Regions from separate parts of the Zea mays genome. Here region 1 is linked to region 2. Evidence: chromatin contacts called from public Hi-C data. All regions are on one chromosome and are shown on one strand. The core of a region is the stretch at or near the end of the contact, and the rest is flanking DNA. Distances in the headings are between cores, read along the strand shown.

Region 1 (4,324 bases), core at 1,469-3,968, 170 kb after region 2:
GAATAACATATAATTATGTTGGGGTACATCAATCTTCTTACAATTCACACCAAAAAGCTTAAAGCAATTTCTTTTACTAGTAATATTTTGAGACACCTTGTGATTTGCTCGAAACACATCACAGATCAAATTCACTAGCTCTTTATAGCAATTGCTTGAGAATACAAACTTAGACTTAATACACATACTGCATCACTCAATGAGCGAAATGTTATAGAGTGATTGTAACGATGTTCTGTTCTTGCAATGGTATTTAAAGGAATAAATTATTTATATAGATGGGAATTAAGATAATAAGACATGTCTATACAGCGGTAATAGTAGCAAGGGTTTAAACAAAACCCTGAAAGATGAAAAAGAACCCGTAATTTTAAAATACCAATGAACGAACAAATTATTATAGGGTGTTCGATCCACCGCCTATTGCTCCTCGCATCGATGCGGCGACGACTCAACTTGTAGTAAGATTAATAATATAGGTTAAAGTGCGCTTTATAAGGTCGCTCTCAATATGAGTTCCATACTCATTAAATACAATGACACATCACGATGCTTGGTGATGTGACAGTGTAATTAAGAGGAGAGATATAGAGAACTTTACAGGAGATGGTAGAGTTTTATGGGGTGAAACCTTGTGTACACGGTTACCTAGTTTAAATCGGATGTGGCAACATTATAGTGCATTGAAACTCATCATTGAGAATGGCCTTAATATGTTGACACATATAGACAACTAAAATCATAACCATACAATAAATCTATCATAATATAAGCAATACATTTAATACTCGGGCCATCTATTTATCTCATAAATTGTTTTCAAGTTTATGAACAATCTAATTTCAACTGGCTACTAGTAAGCAGTTTGCTTCCCTTCTCTCTTCATTTTCTTTCTTTTATGTCACTATAAGTCTGATGTGTTGTCTCTTGCAGTTCACCTATGTCACCTTATTATACTAGCTCTAACGCTGTCACGACTGCATATGCCTCCATCGACTACAGGTAGGGGTGAACAAAATACTCGATACCCAAACATCAAACCCAAATTACTTGAACCCGGATCCAAATACTGAAACCTGAAATACCCAATCGTAATTTAAGATAGTGACATGTACCCACAATACAGGGTACCCTAAGATAACGTAAAATGACTACTCTATGACATATGAAATTACGTGCAAGATGGTCTCTAGGTAGATTAGGCTCGATTAGGTCATCTCGCCCAGGTTGAACCTGACCGAAGCAAACCTAACGAAAGTCCCCATAACCTAGTATTTTCCACTAGGCCAAACTTGATCTGGCCACCCCGACCAAGTTAGACTGGACCATAACAAACACAACTAGGGTTCACTCGACCAAGATCCTCCACCAAGTTGGCCCTAACCTCGACTAGTCAATCCTAACCTCGGACAAGCTGACTATACATCTCATACATGACTCCATAGTCAGAAAGGAAACTCATAGAGCCAGTGCATTTATGATCCTCTAATCTTTCAGCGTACACGTCTAACGTAAGACAAAGGTAGATATAGTATAAAGTACTCTAGGGACTCCTCAACACCACACCTCAAAAGGAAGAAAGTCAACAGAATTAGACAAGACATGAGCGAAAGAAGATAACTCCAAGGCCAACCACTCGTACGACTCTTATAAACGTGCCCAACGACAAGGCTTTGGACACATGCAGGACCTAACCACTCCCTTGGCCTAGTCATCTTGAAGATGACAAAGCAATATGCATTCGCCATGATGTACCAAAAGAGCTACACAACCCGGAATATGAACAACACACCCCATCGAAACCTCTGTAACAATAGGTCTCATGTTCCTCAAGTACATAAAGGGATGGGGCCACCTTGCATCCACTTTACACAAAGCACGAGAGTTCAACACTCCACTTTGTAACACTCGAGTCAATAAGAAAGGCTTCAACACCATACTATGTAGGAGTTATTTCTGAACAAGTCTAAACTCTCTTAGGCGTGTAAAGAGCAAGACCATCGAGACGACAACATCACGAATCCTCTCCTAACCTACAAAATTAATTGTGGGATAGTAATTGTAAAAACCCAAATTTAGTTTGGGAAATGTTCCCCAATACTCGATCTATCCGAATTACTCGAAATATCTCAATCATTTCTCTTATATATTCATAACATAAAGACACATGAAGTGGTTCGGTGCGATATAATTATATTATTTAAAACAAACTAATATATATTTACGCTAACTTAATAACTAGTTTATTATTATTGATATGCAGACATGTTTTGATTTGAGGAACCATTATTTATTACTTTAAATGCTACTAAAATTCTTTTAAAATGATTGATTGTGTCCATTTCAGATATTATCAAGTAAAATCCGAAATGAATCATTGAGTATATAAAATTTCGAATAATATTTTTTGAAACTAAAATTCGTTAACAATTATTTATACCCTAAATTTCATTTAACCGAATTATCTGACTCGAATTTTGTAACCTGAATGGACAGACCGTTGCGCACGGCTAGAACAACTGAACAACAGTCTGTGGGACGGTGACGGCGTCCAGGCGACGACGTTGACGCCCGCCGCCCCGCACGGCCGTACCCAATCCGACAGCCCACATCCACCTCCCACTCCCACCTCCCATCCGACGGTGCAGAGCCCGTCACAGTTCACCGCGCTAGCCCACGGGACGCGGCAGAAAGCGACGCGTGTGGGGGACGCGAGTACGCGACACGACAGCGAGAGCACTAGCAGTCGGGACACTCACCACCAGCTAACGCGCACTCGCGTCGGAATGCGTGCTGCGTGAAGAGAGGCGAGACGGGCTGCGGGGAGGAGGCGGATAGCGGCGGCGTCGGCATGGAGGCGAACCGGGGGATGGTGGCTGGCTCCCGCGGCGGGGTCGTAACGATCCGGCACGACGGCGACGGAGCCGCGGTGCGTCCCCACTCTCCCCCGCTCTTCGGTGCCCTGCTCGCGCTCTCACTCGGCTTCGTCCCGTCGCGTTTTGATTTGCGCCGGGGGACCTGTCGATCTGCCGTGCGCCCGTGCGCCGCCGGGCGGATGGAGTTGGTCCAGCGTCCGATTGGCGGCCCTTGCGGTCGTTGTGTGGGATGCCTAGGTTCTGTTGCGTCAGCGTAGGAGGTTTTCGGTGCGGTTGTGGGGGGTTTTCGGCGCGGCGTGCTGGTCGAGTGGCGACTCTATTGATTTCACTGTTCTCTTCGCCACCTGCTCGCGACGGTGTTGTCGGGAAATGCAGAGGGGATTTGGTTGAGATGGATTATTCAACTTGCCTGGGTTTGTCATCTGTATTTTATAGGAACAGTTCGAATCCTACAGTTTGTTGGTATTAATAAGCTGTTGACCTGCTAATGCGTCAAGCTTTGGTCTTAATTAATGTATGCATTTCTCCTAACTCTGTGGGCCATGAGGGAAATTTGTTGCGTCTTGTTCGATTTTATGATATTCTTATATAGAACCTCTGATTGTTGGTTTGTTGCTGTCACAATCTCACCTTCATGACTACATCTACGTTGTTGGCGTGCAGGCTAAGCAGTTGAAGAATGTGAATGAACAAATATGTCAAATCTGCGGTGACACGCTCGGGCTCTCAGCAACAGGCGATATCTTTGTTGCGTGCAACGAATGTGCCTTCCCAGTGTGTCGTCCGTGCTATGAGTACGAGCGTAAGGAGGGGAATCAGTGCTGCCCTCAATGCAAGACTAGATACAAGAGGCACAAAGGTCCGTTCCTTGTGGGACATACTGAGCTTACTCATTGCTTTACAAGTTCAAAGAATCAAAGTTTCAAACTTCTTGAGAAATCTGTTAATTGATATTGCAAACACATCTGTTTAAATTTTCTAATGGAAAATGACTTATGCACATATCTCCATGTTCAAATTTAGGAAGCCCTCGAGTTCGGGGAGATGAGGAAGAGGATGGAGTTGATGATTTGGACAACGAATTCAACTATACACAAGGCAATGTCCAAGGGCCTCAGTGGCAGCTGCGGGGACAAGGGGAAGATGTTGACATCTCTTCGTCTTCTCGACATGAACCCCATCACAGAATTCCACGTCTGACAACTGGGCAGCAGGTATAACAACATACATAAAGCCACTATACGATGCCAGACAAACAGATTCTTGCTGAGCTTTTGGTCCTGTAATCTTATTAGAATTATCTGTACTATCCAAGGCTGTCCTTCCGCTTTAGCCCTGTAGTGTGAAGTTTCAATGGAACCAACTGGTTCACTGCCTCACTGCTGGAGTTGTAGCCCAGTGTTCTTGGTTGCTTATAGATGATTAAGTCCATATACAAGAAATGGGTG
Region 2 (4,091 bases), core at 564-3,063:
ACCTTAACATATAATTTTCTTCATCATTTCAATCTTAGTTTCTTTCCCTCGTTTGACCATTTCCCTGTTACCACATTGTTAGTTGGGAACACGATGGTTCTTTTCGTACCGGTTACTTTGATGACTCGCGAGCTTGTTCAATCCTAATGGTGCATCAATGTCCAATGCTCATTACATGATGACTCAGTTGTTGTTAATTGCAAGTAGTATTTATTTTCTTTCTGTTGGCGAAAGACAGTTGTAACTATTGTCAGATAGCACTACTAGCAAGCTGCAAAAAGGATCCAACCCGACCAGACATTGTGTTGGCAGGCAGATCTGCCACCAAGATACGGTGTTCTCAGTGTTCCCACAATCCCAGTTGGAGATGCCCCAGTAACTTCTCCGTGCTGCACTGTCTCTGCGTGTTTGTTGGCTATGTGTGTGTGTGTGTGTGTGAGAGAGAGAGAGAGAGAATGCAGGATTGTACAATACATTGGCCTGATACCAGGTGTATATGACGTATGGCTGCTGTGCTGGTACTGGCAGACGCAAAAAAAAAAGGTTCTAGTAAAAGGCAGAAAATCTGAGGCGGTTGGGCGGCAATGTTTGCTCCATGATATGCCTGGTGAGACTGAAACGCTATTTCTCGCTGATAGTGTTGGACATGGCATTGGAGCCCCTTTTTTGTAGTACAAGTACAATGCTGGCTGTGTATTCTTTGTTTCTATCTAATTATCTATTTGTATTACAGCTGTAAGTGTGGTGAATTACAGTGCCTTGTAAAAAAAATTTGGGGGATGCAGTGTCCACCATATATAGTTTTAATACCTGCTCTACAAGAACCAAAGCCAGCCATGCATGGTTCAACGTGGACAGGTGTTGGCACGAACCAGACATGTCCTAACGCTATTGTAGCCTTGCTGCCTCACTCACACACGCAGGCAGAAGACGGCAGAAGTGACCAGCCTAGGCGACATGGCATGGGAGAAATGGGTGGAAAGGCTGGGTGGTTGACGTGGCCACTGAATGGAATCACATGAAGAACCCTTAAAAGACACGTACCAAAAGAGGAAGAAAAGAGGAAGGGGGAGGTGGGAGGACAGCAGAGGAAGGAAAGGGTAGGCATCTTTTTATATGGTTTCGGGGCAGCTGTGAGGTGAGGTGAGGTGGGAGTGGAGGTGGCTGTGTAATTGCTGCTGCACGGGTGGTGCATGTGTAGCCTTTCAGCTGCAAAAAAGCTTTAGCAGTTATCTTCTTCTCTTCTTTATTAATCACAATGCTAGCAGCCGGCTTGCCGCTGGTTCTTCTTCATGTGACCCCCCCATGCAGGCATAAAAGCAATGTCACCACCATGCTCTTGCACTGGAAACTCTTGCAAACTTCATCGCTCGATTCCAGTTCTTCAGCCATGCTCTTTTTTTTTCCCCTTTCCCTTTCAATACGCTTTGTACGTCCCATCTATACTTGCTGCTTGGGTTTACTCTCGTGCAGTGCAGCTAGCAGCTAGCAGCTTGAGCCTTGAGGACACACTTAGCCAGGCAGTTTCCAACTAGCCCTTGTGGGGGGTCCAATGATGCAATGATTCTGGCCTGTAATCATCCATGCAAGTGGAGAAAAAGGTGAATCAAACCCTGTTAGATCCTTGGGAATAGTTATATACATAGCAATAGATACTCTCCTGCAGTGTAAAGCTGGCTTACGCGGCTTTAAACATTTTTAAACCTGCTATCCACACGACCACACATTAGCTCATCTCATGGCAGCCACAGTCGTCCCGTCCACCCCCTCCCCTGCTTATATAGCAACACAGAGGAGTTAGCTGCCTGGGAGGCAGAGACGAAAGCCTACTAGCTTCCCTTTGGGTCGGTCTCGCGCTCCCGCTGCGCGTCTGTCTGTCTGTCTGTCTTGGAGCCTCATCAATGGCTACCATCAGAGAGGAGTCCGACTACGACAGCAGCCGGTCCTCGCTGACGGCGCCGGGCGGCTCCCGCCGGAGCTGGATCAGCGACATTGGCAGCGCCAGCTCGGTCTCGGCGCGCTCCGTGGCGGGGCGAGGCTGGGACGCGCCGGCGTGCCGCCACCGCCACAAGCCTCACAAGGCGAACCAGGCCGAGTGGGAGGCCATCGGGCGCGTCCGCGCCGCCGCGGGCCGCGTCGGCCTGGAGCACTTCCGCCTGGTGCGGCGCCTGGGCAGCGGCGACCTCGGGAACGTCTACCTCTGCCAGCTGCGCGAGCCCTGGTCCACCACGGGGTGCCTGTACGCCATGAAGGTGGTGGACAAGGACGCGCTGGCGTTCCGCAAGAAGCTGCGGCGCGCGGAGGTGGAGCGCGAGATCCTCCGCGCGCTCGACCACCCCTTCCTCCCCACATTGTACGCCGACTTCGAGGCGTCGCACTACGCCTGCCTCGTCATGGAGTTCTGCCCCGGCGGGGACTTGCATGTTGCCCGCCAGCGGCAGCCCGGCAGGCGATTCAGCATCTCCTCAGCGAGGTACTGTACTGTACTGTACTGTACTGTGGATTTTTTTTTTCTTCCCAAACTCTCGCATGGCTGCATGAGTTTTTTTTTTTGTTTGGGTTCTCGTCACATCTGAAACTGGGGCTTGGTAAGCAGAGCTCTGTTTCGGGGTCAAGCTTTGTTTATTTCAGTGTCACTTTTGTAAAAGCATGGCACTTTAGGCTAGTGATCCTCTTTTCACGGGCATCGGTGCCATAGCTTTCAGCAGGCTCTTTTTGTCTCGCCGTGCCAATCTTTCCAAGCATATCTGTTGGAACCACTAGGGCTTTAGCTAAGCTGACGATCTGAGCTGCGCGTATAGCGACATGTATATGCCGGCTGGCTGGCTGGCTGTATCTGTATGCACAAGCTAGCAGGCGATGTTTATCCTCTCCAGATCACTGTCGAACGCAATGTTTTGTATTAAAGACGTGATTATCTTTGTGAAAAAAAAGAAGATAACTCGAATGATACATACACGGTGGCAGGTTCTATGTGGCCGAGACGGTGCTAGCCCTGGAGTACCTGCACATGATGGGGGTGGTGTACAGGGACCTGAAGCCGGAGAACGTGCTGGTGCGCGGCGACGGCCACATCATGCTCTCGGACTTCGACCTCTCCCTCAAGTGCGACGTCGTCCCGAGGCTGCTCCGTCACAACAGCCTCCCGGCGCAGAATGGCAGCAGCGCCGGTGGCGGGCGAGCGGACAGCGGGAAGCCGTCCTGCGTGCCGCCGATCCAGCCGGTGCTGTCGTGCCTGTTCAACGGCGTGCACAAGTGCCATCAGGCGAAGGAGGGCGCGGCGGCGGCGGCGAGGGACGGCGGCGAGGCGGACGACAGCACCGAGCCCTGCGACAGGAACCCGGAGCTGGTGGTGGAGCCCGTGTCGGCGCGGTCCAGGTCGTTCGTGGGCACGCACGAGTACCTGGCGCCGGAGGTGATCTCCGGGCAGGGCCACGGCAGCGCCGTCGACTGGTGGACCCTGGGGGTGTTCATGTACGAGATGGTGTACGGGCGGACGCCGTTCAAGGGCGCGGACAACGAGAAGACGCTGGTCAACATCATCAAGCAGCCGCTGGCCTTCCCGCGGGTCGTGGCGGCCAGCGGTAGGGAGTGGGACGAGCACCTGCGCGCGCAGGACCTCATGACCCAGCTCCTGGCCAAGAACCCCAAGAAGCGGCTGGGCGGCTGCACGGGGTCGGCGGAGGTGAAGCGGCACGACTTCTTCAAGGGCGTCAACTGGGCGCTCGTCAGGTCCGTCCGGCCTCCCGAGGTGCCCAAGCCGCCGGTGGTGCCGGCGCCGGCGCCGGCGCTGGCGCCGCAGAAGAAGGTGCTGATGATGAGCAGGAAGGAGCGGCAGGAGCCGTACAACTACAACCCCCGCCCCGACGACGAACGCTTCGAGTACTTCTAGGCCGTACGTCGATATTGGCGTAGCTAGATCTCGGTCGTTTGCGCGTACGGCAGCGTGTGTTTGGGGTGACGGAAGTGTACATAGAGTGGTAGCACGACGTACGTGCGTACGCTCCTTGAAGACCGGAGATCAGTCTCGCTGCATGCATGCTGTAGAGATCGTGGCTACGTATCTTCAGCTGGCCAATAAAGAAGCTCGC

The links. Hi-C and Micro-C count contacts between places; a contact is called where the count stands out from the background.
Region 1: a contact with region 2 is called in a Hi-C map of tassel, with 4 times the contacts expected there. The contact joins the promoter of LOC542489 here to the promoter of LOC100273930 in region 2. A contact is called at or near these places in 13 of 25 Hi-C or Micro-C datasets (bundle sheath, ear, endosperm and 5 more).

What each region holds. Positions count from the first base shown.
Region 1 is chr3:11,615,449-11,619,772 of Zm-B73-REFERENCE-NAM-5.0, forward strand. LOC542489 (cellulose synthase 3) reads left to right here and starts at 2,719. Exons shown (of 14, transcript NM_001305863.1): 1 at 2,719-2,929; 2 at 3,540-3,735; 3 at 3,900-4,090. The coding sequence starts at 2,852.
Region 2 is chr3:11,445,144-11,449,234 of Zm-B73-REFERENCE-NAM-5.0, forward strand. LOC100273930 reads left to right here and starts at 1,814. Exons shown (of 2, transcript NM_001148322.1): 1 at 1,814-2,473; 2 at 2,968-4,091. The coding sequence starts at 1,902. The coding sequence ends at 3,892.